Regions from separate parts of the Mus musculus genome. Here all the other regions are linked to region 4. The links are chromatin contacts, called in public HiChIP or PLAC-seq and promoter capture Hi-C maps. All regions are on one chromosome and are shown on one strand. The core of a region is the stretch at or near the end of the contact, and the rest is flanking DNA. Distances in the headings are between cores, read along the strand shown.

Region 1 (4,262 bases), core at 1,438-3,937, 500 kb after region 4:
AGACCAGGCTGGCCTCAAACTCAGAAATCCACCTGCCTCTGCCTCCCAAGTGCTGGGATTAAAGGTGTGCACCACCACGCCCGGCTAGACATTCCAATTTTTAAAAAGAAAAGTAAGTGGTCCTTTGACTTTCTTCCAGCAATATTGTATTAGTTTATTTTCTATTGCTGTGATAAATCACCATGACCAAGGCAACTGACAGAAGAGTTTCTTTGGTTTTACAGTTGCAGAGGGATAGGCACAGTCATGCTGGGGAGGCATGGCAGCAGGCAGCTGGCATTTGGAGCAGCAAACTGAGAGCGTTTATCTTACAGGAAGCAGAGACACACTTGATTGTGTTCATACAAAGTGAACTGGGAATGGCATGCATCTTTAAACTCTCAAAGCCTACCCCTAGTGACGTACTTCCTCCAACAAGGAACAAGTACATCTCCTAAGCCTCCCAAGGCAGCACTGCCAACGAGGTTCTAAGTGGGGTCCACGTGTTCAAAGCACTAAAATATATATTTTGTGTAATTGTGGAGGATAACGATTTTGCAGTAGGAACCATGGGGGAGGGTGGGGGCCACTTCAACATCTGTTACCTAAGAGTTTTTCAATGTGCACACATAAACTGGGAAAAAAAAAATTCCCAGTGAGGGAATTAAATTCTCCTTTGTCGATTTCGCTACCCTTAAGTATGCTGTCAACAGCATGGAGAAGGAAAGGTTCATCTCTTCTAGGAGCCCCTCAGTGATCCTCAGTTATGATAACCCTTAGCTCTTTATGAATTCACAAGATTGGGGCTAAAGGGTAGGCAGAGAGCCATTTATCTTAGGCTCACAGTTTAAATCCTGCTTGGTTGTGGGTTGTCCTGGTGCTGTTTGTATTCTGATGTTAATTCTGCTTCCTCCAGAGGGGTTGCCCCCTAGAGCAGTCGCAGCAGGTGAAGTCCTGCGAACCTTCCCATTTTAACTGGTCAATAAAGGCGAGAGCCCGTTTTTTGGGCAGTGGTGGGATAGGAAGAACGGGAGATCTCTGAGAATGGGCACAAGTAGGGAAGAGGGAGGACGAGAGGAGGAAGGAAGACAGTGAGGACAATAGCCATGTTGGAGCAGAACCACGTGGCCAGGAGAAACCACAAGTAGCAAGGGGTCTTATAGCTGGGGAATGTTAGTATAGTGTTAGATCTGCCCAATCTAGGCTTATATCTTATACTTATAATAACTGGATTACGTGGTTTTTTTTTTTTTTTTTAAGATAGGCTTATTGGGGTTGGAAATTCCAAGACACTGCCCCCCAAAGCTCAGTCATTAAGAATAGCTCTTTTAATGGGATATTTAAATTGGCATACTCTGGAGTATGGGTAAGTCTCATGTGTGTGTTTAATTAAATTGTGCTTTTAGCTCGATTACAGCTCTTGAATAGTGCTGTTTCCCAAAGTCCTCCTCCAGCAGAGCTCTAGTGTCCCTTCCGAACCTTCTATTATGGTTTGGTCACGATGAACTCTTGAAAAGTGTTGAAATGTGAAAAAGGTTTTTGCAGGAATCTACTAGTCCAGGACTGTCAGATGGAGTTCCTTGGAGAAATTCAATGGTAACAAAAGAATACATGGAATAGTGAATACTTTGAAATCTAGGGTTGAGGTGGGGTGGGGTGGGTTAATCTGGTTTCTCCTTGATTGAAACCCCATGGGAGCCTTAAGAGATAGACTGCGATACTGTAGCACTTGGCCCTAGATGAAGTGTTTTCTTTAAATCTCTACCTTGCAGGGAAGGAACTGCTGTCTTTACCTGAAGAGAAGTGGAGAACTGAAATGCCTCAGCCGAGGAGAAAGCCTAATTTTCTCTGCCAGATTCCAGCACCTGTCTGCTAACTGCAACCATTAGGCCCCAGGGGTGACAGTACAGAAACACAAAAGTATCTGTTGTGTTTAGGACACTATGTGGGTAGAACGCCAAACTCAGAATTTTGTAGATGACTCTCATCTCTAATAAACTGTGTCTGCCTTATGCTGTTCACTTTTTTTTTAAAGAAGGAAACATTTGAGGAGGTCTTAGCTTTTTTTTTCAACTGAAAAAGGCCATTTTAGTGTGAAGTGTAATCATGACACTCAGGTTTATGAATCTTTAGTATTTAGGGGTAAAATCTATAATCCAAACCAAAATATGCATTTGTAGCTAGTCTTGTATAAGACTTCTTTTAAAACAATTTGTTTTTTCCATGTGTGCGTGTGGTTTGCCTGCATGTATATCTGTGCACCACAGACATACCAGCGCCTATGGAGTCAGAAGAGGTCGTTGGAGCTCCTGTATGTGGGTGCTGGGAACCGAACCCAGGTCCTTGGCAAGAGCAGCAAGTCATCCTAACTGCTGAACTCCTCCAGCCCCCTTGTACAGGTTTTCTTAAGAAAATGATGGACTGTCCAAATCGATAGCTGCCCCGAGAATGTAAAAACTTCGACCTCTTAGCTGATTGCTAAGGTCTACAAAAATCTTCAGCCCTCAAAGAAAGTGGTCAACTTGTCCTCAGCTACCGGTGCTCGCTGGCGGGTTCGTAGAGCATCCACCCGCAGAGATGGAGCTGCCATAGTCCTCTCATCCAAAGGCCCCGTCCCCGAGGACCCCCATCTCTGCCCCCCCAGGCAGCCCGCGCTCCCTCCGCAGGTGGCCGCGCCGGAGCCCCGCCCCCACTCACTCCCCAAGTCGCGGGGCCTCGTCCGCTCTCGCGAGATCCCGGCCGCCGAGCGCTCGGGGCCTTTTCAAATCGCGATCCGTTACCGCTTCTCCGGCCGCCGCCATTGTAGCGCTCGGAGCCCTCATCGCGGCCGAGGCGGAGCCCGCGGCGGGATGGCCGATGCCGACAAGTCCGAGGCGGCCGCGGGTGACGACGGCTCGCAGCAGCAACCGGCTGAGCCGCGGCGAGACACGCACCCCGGCGAGCCCGAGAAACCGCCGCGCAGCAGCGCCAACGGCGTTAAAATGTATTGTCTCCCCCGGGCGGCCGGGCGGGAGGGCGGCCGGGCAGGGCGGGAGGCGCGGGCGGCCCCGGGGCGGGAGCAGGTGCGGTGCTGGCGGCCCCGGCCTCGGGCGCGCGGAAAAACGGTCCCCTTTAAAAGGCCCGAGGCTAGCCTCATCCTCGGGGAGGACCCAGGGATGACATCATCGGTCCTTTCCCCTCCCGGCCCGGTTCCGAGCCCCGGTGAGGGCCGCGTGTGCGGTGGTGGCTTCCAAAGTGTTAGAGCTCACCGAACCCATTGTGTTCCTCTTGATTGGCTTTCGAAAAAGGAGGACTTGGTCTCCTCCACCCACCCGGTGATGGTTGTGGGCCGTGCAGGCTGGTTTATTTATTCATTTTTTTAAAAACACAAACTCAGTGTGTAGTGGCCTTCATTTTACTATAATTCACTTACGATATAATTAAATTACTGAAATATAAATCTGAATTTGGCAAAACTGGGAACGCAACCCAGGGCCTCGTGCAGTCTCCAGGCAGGCGCTAGGCCACAAAATGACACCCCCCCTCCACCGAATGCAGTGCTTTTTTTGTAGAAGAAAACCCGAGGGCTGAAGGTTGGATCTGTCATCTGTGTCTGTAGAGAATTTAGTCGACGTTAATCCATAAGATCTTAAGTTGTAAGGCAGTAGGATAGGGGCAGATTGTGCTCGGCTGTCCTTGTCACGTGGGGCTATGTGAAGGCAAACATTTATTTTCCTATGGCTTATTCTGTAAAAACTGAAGTTGAAAATAATGCCAGTAATTTGTTAAAACACCCTCCACCTCTCCATCCTGCCACGGTAGAAAGCAGTGAACACATGCTTTCTGACATGAAGTCAGAAAAGGGAAAATGTCTTTCTGGCTTTTGTGTGGAAATACTTGAGGCAGTGATTTGGACCAGTCTGTTGAAACCGGCTGAATTGAATTGGTTGCAAACTAGATGGGGTAGTGCTCCTCAGCTTCTCTATGACAGTCTCGCTCTTAGGGTGACATCATTGTATATTTTTTCTTAACCACTGACAACGTATTTAAGAGGAATTACCCCAGTTCCCTGGGGCCTATCCTGAGCTTTAGAAGTTCAGTGTTTGCTGTTTTCCTGATGCCTATATTCATTTTTGAAATGATATATGATATATGTGGAGAGGCACTTTAAGAGCGTTCCATTAGACAGAGCCTGTTGTGTTACCTTTGAATTGGCTAGGAATACCTTAAATATGGACATTCGTCTCCCTACCCACCTGGTGACTTTTGAACAGGAAGCATCGTGTGAGCAGAACAGAATTTTG
Region 2 (4,151 bases), core at 635-3,134, 270 kb after region 4:
AATTCTTTTATGCTCCCTTGTTGCTTCTCACAGAAATCCTGGCTAGGGGTCCCTTCTGGTAAACAGGAGCTCATCCACATAGATGCTGAGGTACAAATGACTCTCAGGTTCAACACTTATCATCAGCTTCCAGTGTCAGTATAAGGCTTGCTAAGGGATGGTGGTCTGGCCTCGTGAAGAGGAGGGTAGACTAACTCTGCTGCATTGTAATGAATAAAATAAAACAAAACAACAAAGCTCACTGAAGTTCAGAGGGCTGTGATGATCATGAAGAGACAGAGTCTCTGGGAGAGTCTTCATTGGCTGGAGGCAGAGTCTGTAGAGCTCCACTTTCCAAAGTCCATTTAACTGGTGAACATGCAGCTGGTTATTTTAGGTCTTTCACCATGACGACAGGTTATGTCTATGCTATTGTTGTGTCATTACAGGTAGATATGATAGATATGATGTACAGGAGCTTACTGCTATTTCAGATAACATGCCTAGAGGCAACGTGAAGTCTACTGAGACCTCAATATAACTGTTTGCCACACATGCGTGGAAATCCATCTTTAAAGGGAAATTTTTTATAATTGAATCTGCAGAGATGCAAAGACTGGGGGGACAGGACATACTCATTGTGGGCTGGCTGAGTCAGTGCCAATGTGACAGCACAGAAGTCACCTATTAGTAAGCCCAATGAACAGAAGTATACCCAGAGAAACTCTGTTTTGTTTTGTTTTGTTTTGTTTTGTTTTTGTTTTGTTTTGTTTTGTTTTCAGAAGGGCCAATACCTTCCTATTTTTTTCAACTGCAGTTTAAAATTACTTTTCAGTTTGACAATATCCAGCCAGCACTGTAGGAAGATGCCCCACATTTTGTGAGCAATATCACAGTAGAATAGTTTATGATATTCATGTCTGGAAGAGAAGACTCCTCGATTGTGTTCTGGGTTCTCCCACTGGTCTGTGATCATAAACAAATCAGAGTCATCTGACTTTAACCAGACAACCCCCTTGGGCAAAGAACTCTGCAGTAACCTATGGGAGGAGGGGCTGCATTAGGGTGAGAAGAAAAGATCCCCTGGGAATAACCCTGTTAGTAGCAGCCAAAGGTATCACACTGGACCGGAAATGACTTACACAGACAGGAACTGGCAAGCCTCACACACTTGAAAACACATTTTTAAAAATCAGCCAAAATGTCTTTTTATTTCATGTAACTAGGTCTCTTTCAGACTGGTTTCAAGTCAGTATTACTCATAGCTTCGAGCACCGTCAGGTCACCTTGGTGATGGTCCCGTTAAGGAGGAGTGTTTATAATGTCCCAGACAACTAGTGTAAACTGAGATACTTATCTTGCCTAAGTGGATAAGCAAGACACACTACAAGTAACAGCAAAAAGAAATGTCGCAACTGTGTCATAGCACACACACTCTCACACACACACTCATACACTCACACGCACACACACTCACACATGCTCACACACACATCACATACATGCACACACACCACATACACACACATGCTCACACATGTACGCACACACTTACACATGCATATACATACCACATACACACACACACATACATGTACACACCCGCATGCACACACACCACATACATGCACACCCTGCTTATTTGGATAGATTTTTAAATGAGTACCCTGGGAAGCAATTATTAAGAACACATATGCTGTTTCCTAAGGAGGGACTTTGTTTCATGAGAACTAAAATCACCCTCTGGGCTCTATTACAGCTCTGTCTAAATATTTCAGCTCCCTTGTCATTACTGATTGTTTCCATTTTAACAAATAAACATGTTTTCTTCTCCCAATCACATCAGCAGCGTTAAGAATCCACCCACTGACTCGCATTCCCAGCCCACACAGATGCTAAGCATTTCATTTTTTTTTTCTTGTTAAGCTTTGTCCAAACTGTGGATACTGCTGAAGGGAATGTCTGATTTAATGGAGAGAGAATGTGTGTTTGCTTGGAACCTAGGACGCGGATCCTCTGTCTTTGGCTTAAGTGGGTGGGGTCACAGCTTTCCTGTGACCTCTGCTGCTCATTCTAAGTAACTGTAATGGGAAGAAGATAAAGTCATTGCCGGGTGCCACCCAAGTGGGTCTTCACTTTCACAAGCTAATTTTTAGAACCTACCTGGCATCACATGATCACATAACCAGTGGATAAAAATCAGAATTGTTGAAAAAAGCAAGATTTCCTTTCACATGAGAACTGTTTCTGGCTGGTCTCAGAGTCCTACTATTCCATGCCGCAGCCGGGCAGTTCCTCCTGCTTTTCTTATCACCACTAATTTTCCTGCTCTGGCTGTCAGCCTGTGGAAACTCCATGGGTGTTCTCTTCGGTTAATAGTCTTGGCTCAAATTTTGACCTAAATTAAGAAATCCAAGTAGCACTTGCATTTAAGCTGTCATGCCCTCTTCCTCAGCCCCTAATTCTAGAGATTGCTTATGTGCCAGCACACGGGCTCAGGATCCATGGGGCGGATGCTATCTAGGGGCAGAAAGACAGGCGTTTGTAGGTGGCAAGCTCTCTCTCTGTATGGTGGCTGTGGAGGCTACAGAAGTTCAATATGCATCTCGGACCTGTGTGGCAGATTTGTGCGCGTAGGCGAAGTCCTGCCACGGAGTCTGCTTGCCGCTCACCCTGACCCTTCAGGGGGGCCATGTCCAGAGGACCTGTGTGAGCCTTTGTGACAGAGGACCTGTGGGGTTAAGAAGGTTGCAGTGTCAGCCTGAATTTGAATTTCTTTGCTTTGCTTGGCTTCCACTTATTCTGAAAAATGAATTTTCTGTCTGGAGCAAACTTGTGGAGAAAAGGGAACATTTGTACAGAAAGAGACGTTCTTGGCAGACCTGTGCTGTTTCCCTCATGCTATTGAAGAGCGTTTCAGTGCTGTGCTTTTGTTTGCTTGTTTTCCTTATGGCTCAGTTTCCCCTCCACGTGCCCAAGTCTGCCATGGAAACAGTTAATTAGCAAGAGTTGTATGCCTGAGTCTGTGTGTGTGTGTGTGTGTGTGTGTGTGTGTGTGTGTGTGTGTGTGTGCGTGCACACGCATACGTGCATCCATACTCACGCTGACGCTGTTAACTCCGAAATGTGTTTGCACTGTATCACCCGCTCTCTTTCTCACCTGCGTCTTACTCACTGAAAACAGAAGCTAGCTAATATGCTCCATTGTATTGACAACGTGAGACTTGACTATGACCCTTGAATCACTGTTCTCAGGTCTCCCAAAGCTCACAACACACACCCTCTTGCAACTAGAATTTCTTTCACCTTGAAAACAGGGCAAAATTTAAAATATTTTCTTGGATTTTAATTTTATATTAAATCTTAGTAATAGTGACTAAAGGAGATTCCTCTATCAAAAGAAGTACTCATCTTAAATGCAAGATTAAGGGAAAAGGTAAAGGCATATGAAAATAGTGGTATCTTTGACCACTAGACAACTAGACAAAGGAGAAAAAAAGGAGATAATTAGGGGTTGAATATGGTCCAAGGACATGATATACATGTATGAAACTATAACCAGATCCATTTTATACAGTGAATATATGCTAATAAAGAGAAGACTGGAGAGGATTATATTGCAGATTAACTGTGAAATTATACTTAGTAAAAGAGATTTATGGATGTTTATCTGAGTCGCATCAACATTTAAGTCTTTAAAAGAAAGTTTAAAATAAAACTGAAATTACTAAACTAAGGATCTTAGTTACACATCCCTGTCCCAAGGGAAGTGTCTGTCGCCAGAGAAACCAAGTCCAGGCTAACCCTAGCTTTGCCTTTTACTGGCTGTGGGGTCTAATCTCTGCCTTCTCTGAACATTTAAAAATCCCAAGACAGAATTCTAGTCCTTTCTACTTAAAGTCTGTCTTAGTTCTATATCCATTACTTTTCTTTTTTCTTTTTGTTTTTTGTTTTGTTTTGTTTTGTTTTGGGGTTTTTTGTTTTGTTTTTTGAGACAGGGTTTCTCTGTGTAGCCCTAGCTGTCCTGGAACTCACTTTGTAGACCAGGCTGGCCTCGAACTCAGAAATCCGCCTGCCTCTGCCTCCCAAGTGCTGGGATTAAAGGCGTGCGCCACCACTGCCGGGCTTCCATTACTTTTCTTGTGGGGATGGAACACCCAATAGAAACAACT
Region 3 (4,166 bases), core at 1,299-3,798, 380 kb after region 4:
GTCAATAGCTGCTACCTCTTCTTGAGATGGTACCTCTTTCCAACTCTTTGCTTTTCTGGCCTGGGACTTTAATTCAATGATGCTAGAGACCAGGAAAACCCATTTTGCTTTTTTGGGCGGCCAAAGTACCGGAGGTTCAACAATGCATAAGGCAGTGCTATGGTTTCTTATCCGAGGACTTGATATTTTTCTCTCCTATTTTTTTTTAAGCTACAAAAAGCATTCATATTTTTGGCAAGTTTTGAATTCACGCTCTAGACAAGTGACATGCCCTAGAAAAATCCAAACCCACGAACTCACAGCCCCCTTTTCCTCAGCAGTAACTGATACAAGGTTTTTCTCTAGAGTGGACGGCCCCTCACTCTAATCTCTAGGAGGCAGACAAGCCAAGGTTCAGTAGGTTGAGACAATCTGGCAGCTTCTCCCCTATAATATAAAATGCCAAAAACCCATCACTCTATGGCCCCATCTTCTTATGCAAATAGTTATTTAAAAAGAATGTGACCTCATTTGTAGACTGGAAAAGCTCCAACTAAAGAACACCTAAACTTTGCGCTTTTCTGTGAAGTTATGAGAGCCAACAACTGGGTCAATGTGATCATCCTATTAGCTCGAGAACATACTTGAAATACAAAGTCAAAAAAAAGGAAAAGCAGACACGTGAATCCATGTTTTGTTTTGTTTTTAAAATGGGCTAAGCATTATCTCTTCACTGTGGCCACACGACACTAAGGACACTAAGATGACAGACGCTATCATAAAGGACCGGTATGAGAAGTAGTTACCGGCTTCTTTAGCTACTTACCTACTCTTCCATAGCACCCAGAAGGGACAGCTATCTGAATGTCTGTCTTCACGATGGCTTTCTCCATGGGTGATATTGTATAATCATAGGCACTGAAAGGCAAATCAGTATTTTAAAGTGTTTTTAACATTCCTTCTTACGCTAATGCATATAAAATGCGTGCCATTACTTCATATAAACAGATCCTATAAACAACCTTATGGCAGATTCCTAACTCACCTAAAAAGGTTTACTTACAAGGTAGTAGGCACTTTCTTTTAGCTTTAGAAAGATGGCTTCAGGCCCTTAATCCTAGCACCTAGGCAGAGCAAGAAGACAAAACCCTGAATGTGGGAGTGGGGAACAGGGAGATGCCAACATTGTCTCTGCTATGTGTTCTGTGGTTTTTGTCTCTGAAAGTGAAGGCTGGCAAATTAGCATGAGGAGCAGGAAGGCAGACTTAATTCATAGAAAGAATATGAAAAGCCAACCAAAGAGCAAACATCTAACACTCAATGGGCCTCACTCCGCTAGGCACACTTCGAGCCTGCGAACGCATATAAACCTATACTTTACTTTTGTAACGCTTCTCTTGATGAGAATGAACCTCCCGAAGAAAATGTTAAAAAAACACAGGTGAGAGGCAGAGATGCACTGCATTCCCCCTGCCTTCCACGCTATGGCTGTGAACTTCAGTGGCCGAAGAGAGCTGGTCTCCCAGAGCAGCTCTTGGGGGTGGACTCTGATCACAAGCGATTTTAGAAAGTCCATCTACCAAATACTACTGTAGTCTCTTATTACTGCAGCTCCCTTCCTGATCCAACGAAACTTCAGACTTTACAATGAGCAGCGCTGGAAGTCTGGCATGTGGTAGAAGAGTACGTTCAGTCACACGGAATTTTCACTCTGTAACATCAGCCATTCCCAATACACAGCAAACACCCGCTTATGTAGAAAATGGCCATAGTATCTAATTTCTCCCAAGACAGGGCATGTTAGATGCATACATTCAGGTCATTAGGCTTGGTGACTTTACACTGAGCCACCTCATAAGCTAGCCCTGGATGGAGCTCCTTAAGTTCCCAGTCCTTGGACGGGATAAGAGAAGTACACAGCTTCCATAGATCCTTTTCCTAGACTTTAACGTGCACACTGCAGACAGTCACACTTCGGTCAAGAATAAGCCTTGCACATCCGGACCTTCCACTTGGAAAGGGTGGAGCGCACGCTGCACAGTAACGCTTTGGAAATGTTATAACCCTTTACTTTCCGCTCGCCCAAACCCCTACTGAATTTGCTCAAGGTGAACTCAGGTCTCTGCGGAGCCACGACTGCACCCGGGCTCGGTGTTTGCATTCCTGCCGTCGGGCCACGGCTCTCACCTGAATAGGTCGTAGCCGGCAGCGCGCGCGGACCCGCGGGTGGGCGCCGTGGCGTGCTCCGAGAGCCGCACGAAGCGCAGAGAAGCGCCATCCTCCGCTCGAGCCCTCTTGGAGGCAGAGACGGCCGCGGCATCTTCCGAGCAGGGCATGGCGGCGGGCGTGGAAAAAGCAGAAAGCAATGAGCGTGCGAGAGCCTACCCGCCGAAAATCTCCCGCCTGGACGAGCCCACCGCGCAGGACAGGGGACGCGGCCTTCCGCAAAGGGCTCGAGCGCGGCCTAGAGGAGGCACCGACCTCGCCAGGCTCCCCTCCTCGGGGTCCGCAATGGACTCGTCCCCGCGCTGCAGGCCAGGCCCTGGCTCACCGTTACCTGCTCAGACCAGGGCTCCCTCCAAGCGCGCTCCCGCTCCAACTCCCCCACTAGCGCGCTCTCTCGAACTGCCCTAATCCTCCCCACCCCGTGCGCGCTCCCGCCCCTGCCCCCCACCCCCTCACCAGCGCGCGCGCTCCCGGCCGGAGCTCCTCGGCTTCCTCGGCAGCTCCGGCTCCGCGCCGACCCGAGCGCACGCCCGCGGAGCAGAGCGGCCTGCAGGCGGGCGCGCAGCAGCACGCTTAGGAGAGGCATGGCGCTGGAGGCCCTGCAGGCCCTGAGGCCGCTGCCCCGCCCCGCGCTCCGCCTAGCGGCCCTCCTACGTGCTTTTCCTCGCCCTGACCTGAACAGATCTTTTGCCTTCCACCACCGGACCTGCAGGGCATTTTAAAATTCCTTGACCTCAGCCAAAGCAACAAGGAGCCAACCCCCACCCCCACCCCCACCCCCACCCCCACCCCCACCCCCTCGCCGGTAGTTGGGAGTCAAACTTTTTTTTTCCAGAGAGGATAATTAAAGATCTTTCTGGAGTCTCCGGTTTTATCTGGACTATACCATAAACACGTGGAACTCAAGTTGTGGTGCACTTCGATTTTCAAGATAAATAGAAGGCCCAAGGCACTTTTATAGAAATACCGACTATACATATTGGGGCGATTGGTTCCCCTGATGGGTGTGCAATACACTACACTTCTTGAAGCTCTTTTAAAGCATCTGTTATTGTGCAGTCCCACGATGTGTCTGTGTGTCTTGCAGGTCATTGCCAGTGCGAGGTTATCTTCTCCTTGTTCCTTCCACCTTTAGGTGGGTTTAGGGTTAGACCTGTGGTGGCCAGGCTCTTTACTCTCAGAATGTTTTTATTTACATTTCTTCTTATTACAGTCTGCACATGCATGTATTTTCTTGCCTAATGTCTACTTGTTGGTTAGATTCAAAGTCCATGAGGGAAATTGATCCAGCCTTTGTATTCTTGGAGTCTAACCGTGAGTTTCAAAAGCCCTCACAGGTGCGCCTGCCCCCCCCTCTTCCCTTCCCCCCTCCCTTTTCTCTTCTCCCCCTCCCCTTCTCCCTCCCCACTCTCCCTCTCCCTTCTACTGCTTCAGCACCATGCCCGCCTGCTCCACACCATGATAATGGACTAACCCTCTGAAACGGTAAGAAAGCCCCCAGTTAAATGCTGTCTTTATAGAGTTGCCTTGGTCATGGTGTCTCTTCACAGCAGTAGAACACTAAGACAGATGGTGATCGCATTGTTTAGTAAGGAGGGCTCCTGTGCATTATTTCTTCTCAGAAATCTTAATATTGGTGCTTAATCCTTTAAAACAAGATTATTGTTGGGCCTGGAGAGATGGTTCAGCTGTTAAGAGCACTCAGTGTTCCTGTATCAGACCCAGTTTGGTTAGCAACACCCACATTGGTGATTCACAACTGCCTGTGACTCAAGCTCCAGGAGACCCAACTATGTCCTCTGGCTTTGGAGGGCACCTTATACACACAAACAATCATGTCCACGGGAACAGATAGATAAACATATATTCTCTTCAGTTTTGCATATAAATGTGTATATGCTTTGACCACAATTCTCCAGTTCTTAACTGCTTACCCCATTTTCCTGACACCAAACCACTTC
Region 4 (4,260 bases), core at 1,618-4,117:
CAGAAATCAAGTACATTGAAGCCTGGCATTTTTACATAACAACTCACCATTTTATTTCTGTCGCCACTGGCTTCTTAGGTAAGTTTGTTTCCTTTCCACAGCTAGAAAGTCGTGCATATTCCATTGCTTTTCCTCCATCTATCTTAGGTCTTAATCATTTTTCTTCGTAAGAGGGATCAGCATAGTGATAGGGACTCATAGGTAACCTGCAGCAGAGACAGGGCGGGCCTACTGCCTCCTTCCAGCTGGGGAACGCAGACTGGGTGGCCAGCGGAGTTCCAGATGCAGGGGGCACTGTGGTGTGAGCCGCACGCATGGGCAGTCAACACTGGACTGGTGCTGTTGTAGCCTGGGAGGCAGATGCTGCACTTTCAGATGCCATAGACACTGTTCACCAACCCTAAAAGATGTAAGAAATGTCTGCATGCGGTTTTAATCTCATAGTCTCAACCTCTATTTTAAAATGGTGGTTCATTTGCCTATAAATATCTGTAAATGAGTTTTCTTTAAAAAAATAAATGATTATTGCTTTATGACAGCTGACAATGTGTGGTGTTTGGGACTTAGACATTTTATCAGGAATGTGATGGATCAGTGTCTCTGCAGGAAACAGATGGCTCATTCAAACTGGGTAATTTGAGGCGAGACTAATAAAGGAGATTTAAGGTACAGGCAACGTATAGAGAAACCACAGGCAGAGTGCAGTGGTCTAGGGCCCAGGACAAGGGAGAGGGTGGGAACAGTTACTGATCATGGAGAAGGACTGTCTGACTACATGGAGGAGCTGTGGACAATACAGAGGTAACGGCTGATCTCGGTGATGCAAAAGAGATTAGCTAAGTCATTAATAACCTAATTTTTTTCTATTCCCATCTCTGATCTACTGGGATTCTTCACTGATTGAGATAACATAAAGGCAGAGTTGGGGGGTGGTGGTGGAGGGGAGCTTGTCTTGAAGGTCAGCTTCCTAGGGCACAGTGGAGTGAGACCAGAGAAAGCAGGGTCTCCTGCTGGGGTTCTTGGTGTTCTTAGTAAAACAATCTAAGAATGGACTCAAACCAAGCTTGAGGACAATGAGACTTAGAGTTCAAAGCAAAGGTTCAGGGTAGGCAAGCTGTAAATCATGGGGCTGCCCAGAAGAGGAGAAAGAGCCATGCTCTTTGAGTTTGGCTGGTTCACAGGTCAACCACACGGTGGACCAGCAGCAGGATGGGGGAGGGGGAGCTTTAGAGAAAGAGTGAAAAAGCTCAAAGTCCCAGAGAAAACTGACTTGGGCCAGCATCCAAAAGCAACAGCTGGGAAGCAAGAGGAAAAGTTAACACCTGCTGGGCTCAGGACTCACAAAGGCAGGTGGGCCCTGCGGAACTTCGTGGCGGATCCAGACTAAGTACACTAGGGACAGACATCCTGGAAGGAAAAGTACACTATCTCAACACAGAGCAAGTTATCCCCCTATGTCCCCTGCCATTCTCATGCACTATTGCATCGTAGACCTCAGCATGGGGCACTGGACATATCTTTCTCATTAGCCGATACTTGGATCACCTTCGACAAGTGCCATTTCCCCGAAGGCCTTTCATTAGTCTTTTCTTGACCAACATCTTCATTTGCCCATTCCTTCATTTATTCACTAATGAGTTAACACAGTTGTTTTGAGTGCCTAGCATGGGCCATGAAACATGAAGACAAATGCTCAAGTGAATACCCCCAAGACGTTCATATTGTTCTACCAGTGAAGCAGACACACGGTAACAGATCGTAGTAGAAGAGAAATCCATCTTCTCTTGGGGTCGGTATGCACCCTGTGTACAGTGGTAGGGAGATCCAGTTCCACTGAGTGACGTCATGTGTTTCGAGGGCTGAGTGGGTGAGAGGTGGGGCAATTGACTCGAAAAGCAGCCCAGGAGATGGGGTGGGAGGAGGGGAAACAGGAGCCATCCCAGAACTATTGGTAGTGCAGCCTTGTGACTTGGTTCTGTTTCTCTCACTCAAGCTCTTATTCTGTATCAGACCCCTAGCTGAGGGTCAATGTCAGCCGTACAAGGATAGGATGCAGGTGGCAGACTTAGCAAACAGCCAGATTTGGAAGAGCCTTGGACAAGTATCTTACTCCACACGGTACACAGGGGAAAGATTTAAAAAGATGTGGGCATCCAAGTCACCAAGTTCTTGGCATGCACTAGAGCCCTTCTTACCAAAGAAGCCAGAGACAGCAACTGTTCCAGAACTCAGGTCTCGAACATGCCAGGTCCAGCCACCCTCAACAAGCCAATCAAGAGACACACATTAAAATTGAACAGCCAAAGTGATATTTATCCATTGTGTTTGCGATCTCCAAGTTCGATGATATAATGGGATTTAACGACAGGCTAACATCTAAGAACATTCGCGGAAATTCGAGTTTTAGGGAGGAGGCACCTGGGAGCTCCTCCAGTTTTATCAGTAAAGAAACACAAATCTTAACCAGCCAAGTCTGAAGATGATGCCAAATTTAACAACGACCAGGGCTGGCAGTGGCACTTCAGAGAGCAAAAAGGGCCATTGGATGAAACTTAGACGTGTAAGGGGAAAAAAAGGAATGTCCTAGCTAACCTCTGGGAGGGCAAACAGTCCGCCGTATCTAAGCAACCGTAGTCCTCTAGGAGGCTTTTGTGATTGGCTCACTATTTCCCCAATGGAGGCTCCGGGAAGCTTCCCGCCGCCACTGGCGCCCTCTTCGAACAGCCGCGCTCTTGCAACTGCGGGCGACTTCTCAACCGACCTTGTGGGAGGCGGGTTTTCCGCCCCATAGCTCCGCCCAGCCGTCAGGCCCATCGAGCAGCGGCGGCGATTGGAGGAGGCGGCTGCTCGTCGAGTGGCGGGGTTCGCGGGCTAGGGTGTAACCGGGAAGGTGCTCGCGGCTGGAAGTCAGGGCAGCGGGTTGCGGGTTGCGGGAGGTGACTGCGGTCTCCCGGCCAGGCTGGCGGCTGCGGGATCGGGACCCGCGTTCGAGTCTCCTACACCGGGGCTGTGCTTGCTGGCTCCCTTCTCGATCTTCAGCCTGGGCGTCCCATCGGCAGACCTGTGCGCGCCCGTGGTTCTTGGACCCCGGGCCCAGTTCTTTGGTAAGGGCGCTGCGTGAGTACACCCAGTCGAGGGGGCTTCCTGTATTTTGGGGTTACTGTCTTCTGCTCACCTTGGTTTTCCATGCTGCTATCGGTACTACCGAGCTCAAGAGATTGTCATTGCCCCCTCCCTCCGTACTCTTTGTAGTAGGAACAGGATTTGGAAAGTGTCTAAAATAGACTGTTGCGTTCTGGCTGTTTCCACCCTGTAAGAGAAGTTAGTGTGTAAGCTAGTGCGTGCAGTTTTCTAACTCCCAGGGCAATTACATTTAGTCCATCTTGTAGTCATGCATTTTTCAGTGTGATTTAAGCTGAATTTCACTTCGTAGCTTCACAATTCTTGATTGTTTGCATGTAAATAAAGGCTGAAGTTTGAAGCCACAAGCAAAGGATATAAGCCATGCGCTCTGGAAGTGGCCAGAATGCACTTTGGATGGAGCAGGCATCTAGAGGAGGGCGGAGTCCTTATCCGGGAGTTGTAAGGTTTCCCACACCTATGATGTTTTCACCGTTTCATTACTAAAGAAACGGAAGCAGTTACGATTGCACAGCTGCCAGAGCTGAGGATCTTCAGTTCTTAATTGCTTACAGCCATATTACATCCTTTGGGATGCAAACAAACAAACAAACAAACAATTTGGAATGTAAACAAATAAAAAGAGATCTGCCTAAAGACCCTATCTACTCCGGTGGGAGTAGATAATAGTTTCAGCAGTTAAGAGATTGTCAATGCTCTTGCAAGAGGCTGTGAGTTCATTTCTTGCACCCAAATTGTATAGGTCACAACTACGTGTGACTCCGGCTCCAGGGGAATCCTAAGGCCTGTGACCCAATGGATATATTCACTCATAATGATGATGATGATGATAAATATTTTTGGAAAGGAAAATATACACTAAAGTTTGCTCACAAAACAAGTAAATATTTTTCCCTCTATGTGAGGGGGTGGAAGGGGGTGACCAAAAACTACCAGGGACAGTGCTGACAAGTATTGTCAGACAAGTATTGACAAGCTGGGTCAGAGGTGTAAGAGAAGACAGCTGTGCTTCTTGTATTCTTGTAGTGGGGTTAGGAAAAGTTTCCCGGCTAGAGTGAGACTATTAACCAGGGAGCTGTATTTTAGGGAGCACACTGCCCACGTTGATCCCTTGGTTTA
Region 5 (3,865 bases), core at 1,017-3,516, 310 kb after region 4:
TCCTTTGAAATTGTTTTATGCAAAAATTGAGCGATTTGGCTTTTACTGAACCAAGGTACGAGTCATGTTCTGTTCCTCCACTGAGGGCTTCTTCATTTAGACTCCTAGCCAGTCCCCACCCTGTGCTGGGTAGGGAGCTACTACAGTGAACCAAGCAAGGATAGTCCTTCCTTGCATGGCCCTTGTAGTCTAACTTGGAAGGCAGTATCTCTTAGGACAAGAGATACTTGTCCTAAGAGATACTGAAAAGGACAACAGAACAGAAGAGTGTCCTAAGAGATACTGAAAAGGACAACAGAACAGAAGTCTTAGTGAAAATTAAAATATACTGTTAGTGCCCATAGTTTATACTTTCAGTATGTAAAAACACCAAGTTTCCTATGCATCTTGTATATTTGGTAATATGGAAGGCCAACCACCTTATTCAGTGTCTTATTTTAGCCTTTCCATTAAAATGTCTAAGGATGGCTTCTATGTGGACCACTTACTCTTAATTCTTTTCACTATATGCTAGAATTAAATATGTCCAAGAACTCTAACAAAGTATTCCTGTGACAGTGTGATCAACACTGAATGTCCATGTGTGCAGATTAAAAAGTACTGTCTTCATATAAAGAGAGGGGGTCTGAGGACTGTAGCACGAGCTAAGGGTGGGATATAAGTATATTCAACCTCTCCCACCTTGGGGGTACTACTATGCAAGTGAAATGGTTTGTGTCTAATTACCCTGGCAGCTCTAAACTGCAATGATACCATTGTTTTTATTAAATCAGAGAAGACGCAGTATTCTGGACTAAATGTGAGATTTAGTAACCTAACAGGAACAAATTTTATCGATGTTAGTGTTTTGGAATCTTCAGTTTGCGGCTGTGTATGTGCAAAAGGATTCTCCTCTCCTAGAAAGAGTGACCGTTGAGGAGAGCCTGCTGTGTTCCTCGGCTTCAGATATCTAAAATAGCAACGTTATCTCTAAAATTAGAGTTCTTTCTTTCCCAAGGGAAAATATTCTCCCTAAGGCCGAGGCCGGAAACAAGAACAGTGGACGATCCAGATGGATGGGTTAGGAGGCATCTATACTTTTTAGGGATTTTTTTTTTTGGTAAAATATTTTCTCTCTCCACAGTTGTTTAGAAAGACCATGACCTAAACATGTTTTCTCTCTCTCTCTCTCTCTCTCTCTCTCTCTCTCTCTCTCTCTCTCTCTTTTTTCCCTAGTCTTTTCTTTTTCTGCCTAATGTAAACCACCTGGTTTTAACAGAATCAACAAAATCTACTTGAATGTTGGGTTTTTTTATCCAGTATATTCTATTTAATCTTAGGTAATTTTCTATTTTATATCTGGCAAAACTCCATCATATGTAAGCCTTTTTGTGTAGTGATGTGAAGTGGGACCAACTGGAGACTTTGTCTTTGAGCCAGCAGAAACCCCTGGCTGCATATAGGAGCCTTATTTTAGCTATTAGGACATCTACTCCCAGGACAGTCTGCAGAAAGCCACTTGGGCGGTGTAAGGGCTAGACATCCATCTCTCTCACTGTCTCTGCCTTTGAGCAAGTGCAAACTCCAGCTAGAAACCAGTGGTCAGCAGGTTTCCCTCCTTGCAAGAACAGGATAACTGAGCAAGACAACACAGATCCAAGAACTCAGACAGAATGAAAAGTGATATCAGAGCCTTAGCTCCATTTTATCTGCACTCATTTTATCTCCACTTTGGATCACTGGCAGATACCGATGAATGCTCTGTGGGCAATCCTTGTGGAAATGGGACCTGCAAGAATGTGATTGGAGGTTTTGAATGTACCTGTGAGGAGGGGTTCGAGCCTGGCCCAATGATGACTTGTGAAGGTAAGTAAGGGTCTCGGATACAGAAGAGACAGTTGCCTATACTGACCATGGGAGCAGCTGTTTGATTGTAGTTCTTAAGATCAAATACCTTTCAGGGCATGGAGAGTTAAGAACATCTGAGCATGGCAGGCTGTTGCATCATTCTTCTCTGTGACCTCATATGGTCAGGAAATATAAAGAAAACAATAGAGGTGACTTGTGGCAGAAGTTATATTGTATATAACGGAATGCTCACTAGTGTGTCTTTCTGCTTACATCTCAATACAACTCCTCATTTACTACCTCCTGTCTTATTACTCTCTATTTCCTTTGTTGTTTTTGTTTCCAAGGCTCTTCTCCCCTCCCCCACCTCTTTTGTATTCTCCTGCTCTCCTCTTAGAAACATCTGCTCACAGAGCTAGATAACCACTGACATCCTGTGGTCATCTGGAGGCAATCCCAAAGGAGAGGTTGCCTAACCCATAGAGGCATCTGAAAAGTATTTGTCAGTGTGACTGCCTGGAAGGAAGTATGGAAAAGAAAGAAAAACTAGGGAGTGCCAAAGAGTGGTTGGTCCCTCGACTATTTGCCTCATATTCCCCTGGGATGCAAGCTTTCTGGCCTCATCTTCGACCACTAAATCACAAACTCTAAAAGCAGAGCCCAGCAGCTGTCCAGATGATCCACAAGCTCTTCATGATAGGGTTCCCTGGTGTAGGAAAAGAATGGGGGAGGGGAAGGGAAAGTGGTATTAAAGGGATCCCTTCATCAGAGATATGGACTGTTGGTACCTTCAGAGTGTTGTGAGCCTTTTAAGGCTGTGGTTCAAAGCTGGCCTGGATGCTCAGTCCTGTCCTTCATACACATTGTTGTTCTTGGGGGACAGCATGATCATCGAAGAGGTTTGGTTTCACCCTCTCGCTTTTGAAAACATGTCCTGACATTTCTAAACCATGCACTCTAGAAAAGTCATTTTTCCCAGTAGAGGGCATCTGTGTAAACTGAGTTTCTCTAAGTATAAAATGACCAGAACACTCTGTTTGAGCCCAGAATCCCTGTTGTCTCATAGGAACCTCTTTGTTTGGGGAAGGAGAGGTTACTAAGAGTATTAGAGAGCTTGGCTTCTTTTTGACCACAACTTCTTTAGTTAAAGGAAGCAAAGATGATCTATAGTTCATGTACAAAGGAAACGGCAACTGGTCAACCTGAGTCTTCCAACTATGCAAAGTGGACCTGTTGTTCCTCATTCACGTAAATCCATAATTACACCAGGACAGCAAGCTTGAGAGATGTACTGGGAGATCCGGAGCATACATCCACCATATTTATACCAGCTATAAAATAATCAACTCATTTTTATAATTTTCTGGATCCCTCCCATGCCTATGATAAGGAAGGCTTTTGACTTTTAGTAAAAGCACATTTCTCTCTTTTTGACATTCTTGGTGCTGTTGGCTCATTCTTTTACGTTCTCTTACTACAGATATAAATGAATGTGCCCAGAATCCTCTGCTCTGCGCCTTCCGCTGTGTAAATACCTACGGGTCCTATGAATGCAAATGCCCTGTTGGATACGTTCTCCGAGAAGACAGGAGGATGTGTAAAGGTGAGGGCCCATTTTAGTCCATTTAGTCCTCAGAATTATAAATGCTTCAACAAGCAAGTATGAATCATAAAGCAAAGAAGTCCAGGAAGGGCTCCCATAGCATCTTTGTTTCTGATAAGGTCATCGGTTTATTGGAAAGCAGTTTTCTCACCAAGTCCAAAGGCGGTTAGAAGATTCCCTTCCACGTTTAATATATCAATTCCCCATACATACAAAAGGAAATAAGCTCAACGCTAAGATGACGGAGATGATAGTTTAAAGGACAAGCCTGCAGTGGAGCTTGTTTTAAAGTTGTGATTACACATCTTTCCAGATGAGGATGAGTGTGCAGAGGGAAAACACGACTGTACTGAGAAGCAAATGGAGTGTAAGAACCTCATTGGTACCTACATGTGCATCTGCGGCCCTGGGTACCAGCGCAGACCCGATGGAGAG
Region 6 (4,096 bases), core at 365-2,864, 350 kb after region 4:
TAAAAGTTAGAAAAAAGTTTCTGATAGTACTTAGATCACTGATAAACTGTAGTCATGGCACTAAGGGATGCTGAAAACATGTTTTTCTTCAGTGTTGTATCTTTGTGTGTGTCTCTAGAGCCAACTAGGTTTTTAGTGGTGATTGCAATTCAATAAAAATTCACTGTTACAACTTAAGCATATCACTAAAAGTATTTCAAAGTACACATAATAGTTTAATACTTTTATATAGCTAGCTTATTTTCATGTATATGTATATACCTTGTGAAGATATATATAATCTTCAGCAAGCCAAAAACAAATCAAGGCTATAGACATTCATAAGTCCCTCACACAGATGGATAGAGGAAGGAGTGGCGAGGACCCTAATTCGTTTGACCAGAGGCTCCCAGGATGTTGGGGAGAACTAACAAGGACAAATTGAGCAATGGAGTGGGGAGCCAGTGACACTCTAGGCCACCCTCATCCTCTGTTCTGAGGGAGCTCCAGGAAGCTTGAGTTCAGGGGCAGGTCATTGAAGAGAAGTTGCAATTCTTGAATGAAGAGCTGCTGAGGCGATGCACATGGCTTTTGGTTCCCTCTGCCATCCTGTCTGATAATGGCTTCTAAGCCATGGTAAGAGGAGCCTTTCGAGTTTGTAACGATTCCTCAGGGTTAGTAGGAGAACCTTGTGGACATTGTCTGCCATGCCACATTCATCTGTTTTAGATATCAGGCATCTGCATGGGATTTAATTTGAAGAAGAAAGCGTTCTGTTACTTGGGGGGAAATCTTTGGAAGTCATTCTACAAGACTGTTTAACCTCTGGCAGTGCTTAGCTCTTCGGGACATCTGGATAACTTTTAGCCAAAGGATTTGCCACTAGCAAGGTAAACAGAGACATAGGATCTAGAAGCCAGGGTGATGATCATTCTTAAGACATGGGATTAGAAGTCATGGGGATTTGGTCATCAGGTCACAGGAGGTGGCCCACCCAGGCTGTGACAGAGGAAAGCTGAAGCAACCAGGCCTTCAGCATGGGATGTGTGCTGTGCAAATGGGAAATGAGAATGAATGCGGAGGGAAGGATTCAATAAACTCCATCCACTCCACTGGTAAGCTTGTCTCACTTCAGGTCAGGATCTGGGACTGGATAATGACTTAGGAAAGAGTGAACACAGGTTAAAACCTAGTACAGCCATGATGGCATTTACCTATGAGCTACCATCCTTATCTTTACCATCATGAACTCATCTTCAAAAATCAATGAGAATTTCTTTTGTTCTGCAAAGGGACAATCAGAAGAACTGCTGTTGGAAATATGGTGTTTCATAGCAGGAAAACAAGATCAGCAGAATAAATGCTCTGCTTCCTGGACCTTCACAGAAACACCAACCCACAATGTTAGCACAGCGAGGAGGAGAAAATGGCTGCCTGCTTAATCCTGGATAAACTTGGCCTGGGGCTGAAAGCTGAGATGCAGGGCTAGGCTGCCCTGGCTTCTTCACAGTAATCCCCAGTACTCCAAACACTCTGTCTGGGTCATCTCTCCTGGTACTTACACCTCCCTGTGGCAGTGATGAACTCGCTGCTGCACCAGGCATTGTGGGGAGCTGGAAACCTGATAGCATCGCATTATGCAGTTATGTGGGAACTCTGGTTTCTGGAACAGAGCGAGGTTCCCAAGCTCTGCTCTTGTACGGTTTGGGTGTGTCTTTCACAAAACACTCTTTATGGGAAAAACAGACTACAATGCTAGCTAGCATTGGTGGGCCCTATTTCTCAATAGTGACATGAAACTGATCCGCTTTTTTCAGACAGTTAAAAAAAATGACAAAATTTGCTGATAACAATAAACAACTCCTTTCTCCATCTGATGTTTGTCTCCTGGCTGGTTTGAAAACTCTCCTCTTGGGTAACTTAAATTATTAATTTGAAAGTAGCACAATAACTCTCTACTCCTAATGGTTCAGATGTCAGAAGTTTACTTCTTAAGAAAATCATTGCAGTTACAAAGAAAGTAATGATAATATTTAGGATTTATTGAAAATGAGCATAGCAAGTGATAAGATTTTGTGCTTTTGATAAGAACCAAATTCTGGGCTCAGCAGTTGGGAGCAGTTGTTGCTCTTCCAGAGGACCCAACACCTGTGTAGCGCCAGTACCAGGGGATCTGTATCCCTTCTGTTCTCCAAGGGCTCCAGGCACACAGATACAAGCAAAACACTCATACATACACATTAAATAAATAAATAAATAAATAAATAAATAAATAAATAAATAAAAAGAACTAAATTCTCAGGGCTGAGAGTTAAGAGTGTGAACTTACCCAAGTTTGGTTCCCAGTACCCACACCGAATGGGCCACAACCACCTGCAACTCCAGTACCAGGGAATGGAACATCTCTGGACCTCTCAGGCAACTGGACTTATATGGGCATACCCACAAGAGTCGCAAATACACAAACATAATTAAAATAAAATAAATCTTTAAAAAAAGAAAAGAAAATGTCTCCAGTGGACAGTGGGTCACATGTCCTCAGAGAAAGCATTGAGGAATGCGGTGAGCACACAGAGAGGTAGGAATATGGAGACTGCAGAGCTGTGTGTCTTCATTATCCATTTGAAAACACAATGTCACTTTGAGCCTTGAAAGCTGTTCTTCCAGATCCTCAAAGTGAGGACCTGGGTGTTTAGGAGTGCCTCCTGAGAGAGCCCTAAATACTACTCCTAACGTTGTGCTAGAGAAGCTGGAGAACATGAGTTTCCTCCTGAGCAAGACTGAGCAGGAGGCTGAAGAGGAGGAGGAAAGAGTCAGGTTGGGATGTAGAGTGAATGAACTGCTGGAAGAATGAGGTAGAACTCAGAACAGCTTATCATGTTACTACTCAAACCCCACGTGCATGTATGAGAATTCTGGAATGGTCTGGAACACGCATGTCAAGCCTAAGAACAGACAATTTCAGACAATGGTGCGTGTGTCAACTGTTGGGTTTGCCCCAGGATGCATAAGTGCCAGGCATCTTCCTCGCCAATACCTCCTGGAAGCCCCAGAACCAGCATGATTGCACCTATGTGTGGCTATGTGTTGGTGACACGTTAGAAGCCAATTACTCAGCAAACTTCATGGACAGGTAAGCTGCCTTGCTTTCAGGAAGTGCCATTTAGACATGTGGCCAGCTCTTCTTAAATGAGCCAGAGGGAAAAACCTAGTGATATCCTATCATGGGAGTTTCCAGAGGTAAGATTGTAAAGTCTTGGATGATGTCACTTCATAATTAGTTGCAAATGGCTTTCACATAAGGGAAATTTCCAACGGAAAGTGAAAGATTACTTAAGTGTCTAAATTTTTATTTAAAAAAATCTGAGAAAAAAACTATATATTGCAGGGTTGTATGTCTGTTCCTGACATATTAGCTGTATTTCGTTTTAATTTTGGAAATTTCTTATTTAGATTCAGTATCTCCATATTTATATTCGCTGTCAAATCTAGGGCTGTGCTATGTTTGAAGCTGGGAACCCTGTTATACTTTCTCTTCAATTACACCTTAGCCAGAAAGGGCATACCCAGGAAGAAGCAGAAACCCCAAATTATGCTTTTTCTAGACAGTGTTCCACAGGACTGGCAAGGATGCTGACAAGTGACAGCCAGTGACTAGCTTTTTAAAACGTTAAATGGGGTGGGGTGGGGGGGTGTCATTGCCAGTCACTTAAGAAACAGCCATCAGGCCCACACAGCCAGCACTTAGGGAAGTACTAATATCCCTACCTAACAAAAACGTAACTGTTCAAATATATGCTGGTGCTCTGACAGGAAAATGTGTTGTCTCAATGGTCTCCCACAGCACTGTCAGAAATGATGCACAGGTGAGGGTGAAATGCCTGAAGAGGAATGGATTCTTCACATGGTTTCCTGGCTGAAAGTTTCAGCTACAAAGAGCTAGGAATTCTGTTCTATTGACTGCAATTATTGGGACTTTCCATACAGATGGATTTTTAATTTTTTTTTAACAAACAAATCCCAGCCCAAGACACGATGACACAATGGGACAGCAGCTGTAGGGTGGGACTTGTTTGTAGCCTCATCTGAGGTCAGTGTTAAGCAAACGAGGTCAGGC

Evidence for each region. Promoter capture Hi-C pulls out the DNA fragments that hold promoters and counts their contacts. HiChIP or PLAC-seq counts read pairs in DNA pulled down with a chosen protein or histone mark.
Region 1: a promoter capture Hi-C map of cranial neural crest shows a contact between it and region 4. The contact joins the promoter of Myef2 here to the promoter of Cep152 in region 4. A contact is called at or near these places in 2 of 39 promoter capture datasets (cranial neural crest and maxillary cranial neural crest) and 1 of 484 Hi-C or Micro-C datasets (liver).
Region 2: a promoter capture Hi-C map of the 3T3-L1 cell line shows a contact between it and region 4, with 4 times the contacts expected there. The contact joins the enhancer-like site here to the promoter of Cep152 in region 4. A contact is called at or near these places in 3 of 39 promoter capture datasets (the 3T3-L1 cell line, cranial neural crest and hippocampal neurons), 2 of 484 Hi-C or Micro-C datasets (the 3T3-L1 cell line and nephron progenitors) and 1 of 115 datasets of contacts at active chromatin or transcription factors (embryonic limb bud).
Region 3: a contact with region 4 is called in a CTCF HiChIP or PLAC-seq map of the NIH/3T3 cell line, with 9 read pairs. The contact joins the promoter of Dut here to the promoter of Cep152 in region 4. A contact is called at or near these places in 8 of 39 promoter capture datasets (3T3-L1-derived adipocytes, the HPC-7 cell line, cranial neural crest and 5 more), 1 of 15 datasets of contacts at CTCF or cohesin (the NIH/3T3 cell line), 6 of 484 Hi-C or Micro-C datasets (CD4 T cells, Th1 cells, embryonic stem cells and 3 more), 21 of 115 datasets of contacts at active chromatin or transcription factors (the 230-238 cell line, the SCID.adh cell line, astrocytes and 15 more) and 2 of 9 other capture datasets (embryonic stem cells and pancreatic islet).
Region 5: a contact with region 4 is called in a promoter capture Hi-C map of the 3T3-L1 cell line, with 6 times the contacts expected there. The contact joins the enhancer-like site here to the promoter of Cep152 in region 4. A contact is called at or near these places in 5 of 39 promoter capture datasets (the 3T3-L1 cell line, cranial neural crest, frontonasal cranial neural crest and 1 more), 1 of 15 datasets of contacts at CTCF or cohesin (the NIH/3T3 cell line) and 1 of 484 Hi-C or Micro-C datasets (embryonic fibroblasts).
Region 6: a promoter capture Hi-C map of cranial neural crest shows a contact between it and region 4. The contact joins the enhancer-like site here to the promoter of Cep152 in region 4. A contact is called at or near these places in 12 of 39 promoter capture datasets (the 3T3-L1 cell line, 3T3-L1-derived adipocytes, the C10 cell line and 9 more), 5 of 484 Hi-C or Micro-C datasets (the C2C12 cell line, the F1.1 cell line, cumulus cells and 2 more) and 11 of 115 datasets of contacts at active chromatin or transcription factors (bone marrow-derived macrophages, craniofacial prominence, embryonic forebrain and 8 more).

The regions. Positions count from the first base shown.
Region 1 is chr2:125,122,085-125,126,346 of GRCm38.p6, reverse strand. Myef2 (myelin basic protein expression factor 2, repressor) reads left to right here and starts at 2,687. Exons shown (of 16, transcript NM_010852.2): 1 at 2,687-2,962. The coding sequence starts at 2,829. It overlaps Gm46759 (a long non-coding RNA gene), which reads right to left and starts at 2,703. Exons shown (of 2, transcript XR_001783448.2): 1 at 2,253-2,703; 2 at 130-1,558.
Region 2 is chr2:125,353,589-125,357,739 of GRCm38.p6, reverse strand. All of the region lies in intron 32 of Fbn1 (fibrillin 1), which reads left to right. Among named protein-coding and RNA genes, the nearest start is that of Dut, 110 kb to the right of the region's middle. Within about 2 kb of position 1,884, at least 60 of the 459 cell types and tissues checked have an H3K27ac peak or open chromatin away from gene starts, as enhancers often do.
Region 3 is chr2:125,245,897-125,250,062 of GRCm38.p6, reverse strand. It overlaps Dut (deoxyuridine triphosphatase), which reads right to left and starts at 2,548. Exons shown (of 6, transcript NM_023595.6): 1 at 2,167-2,548; 2 at 806-897. The coding sequence starts at 2,315.
Region 4 is chr2:125,623,720-125,627,979 of GRCm38.p6, reverse strand. It overlaps Cep152 (centrosomal protein 152), which reads left to right and starts at 2,867. Exons shown (of 28, transcript NM_001081091.1): 1 at 2,867-3,104. It overlaps Shc4 (SHC (Src homology 2 domain containing) family, member 4), which reads left to right. Exons shown (of 12, transcript NM_199022.2): 12 at 1-533.
Region 5 is chr2:125,316,977-125,320,841 of GRCm38.p6, reverse strand. Fbn1 (fibrillin 1) reads left to right here. Exons shown (of 66, transcript NM_007993.2): 54 at 1,726-1,845; 55 at 3,308-3,430; 56 at 3,744-3,865. Among named protein-coding and RNA genes, the nearest start is that of Dut, 71 kb to the right of the region's middle. Within about 2 kb of position 2,266, at least 21 of the 459 cell types and tissues checked have an H3K27ac peak or open chromatin away from gene starts, as enhancers often do. A contact at or near this core is called in embryonic fibroblasts, where this site is marked.
Region 6 is chr2:125,273,274-125,277,369 of GRCm38.p6, reverse strand. No RefSeq gene overlaps it. Among named protein-coding and RNA genes, the nearest start is that of Dut, 28 kb to the right of the region's middle. Within about 2 kb of position 1,614, at least 26 of the 459 cell types and tissues checked have an H3K27ac peak or open chromatin away from gene starts, as enhancers often do. A contact at or near this core is called in the C2C12 cell line and craniofacial prominence, where this site is marked.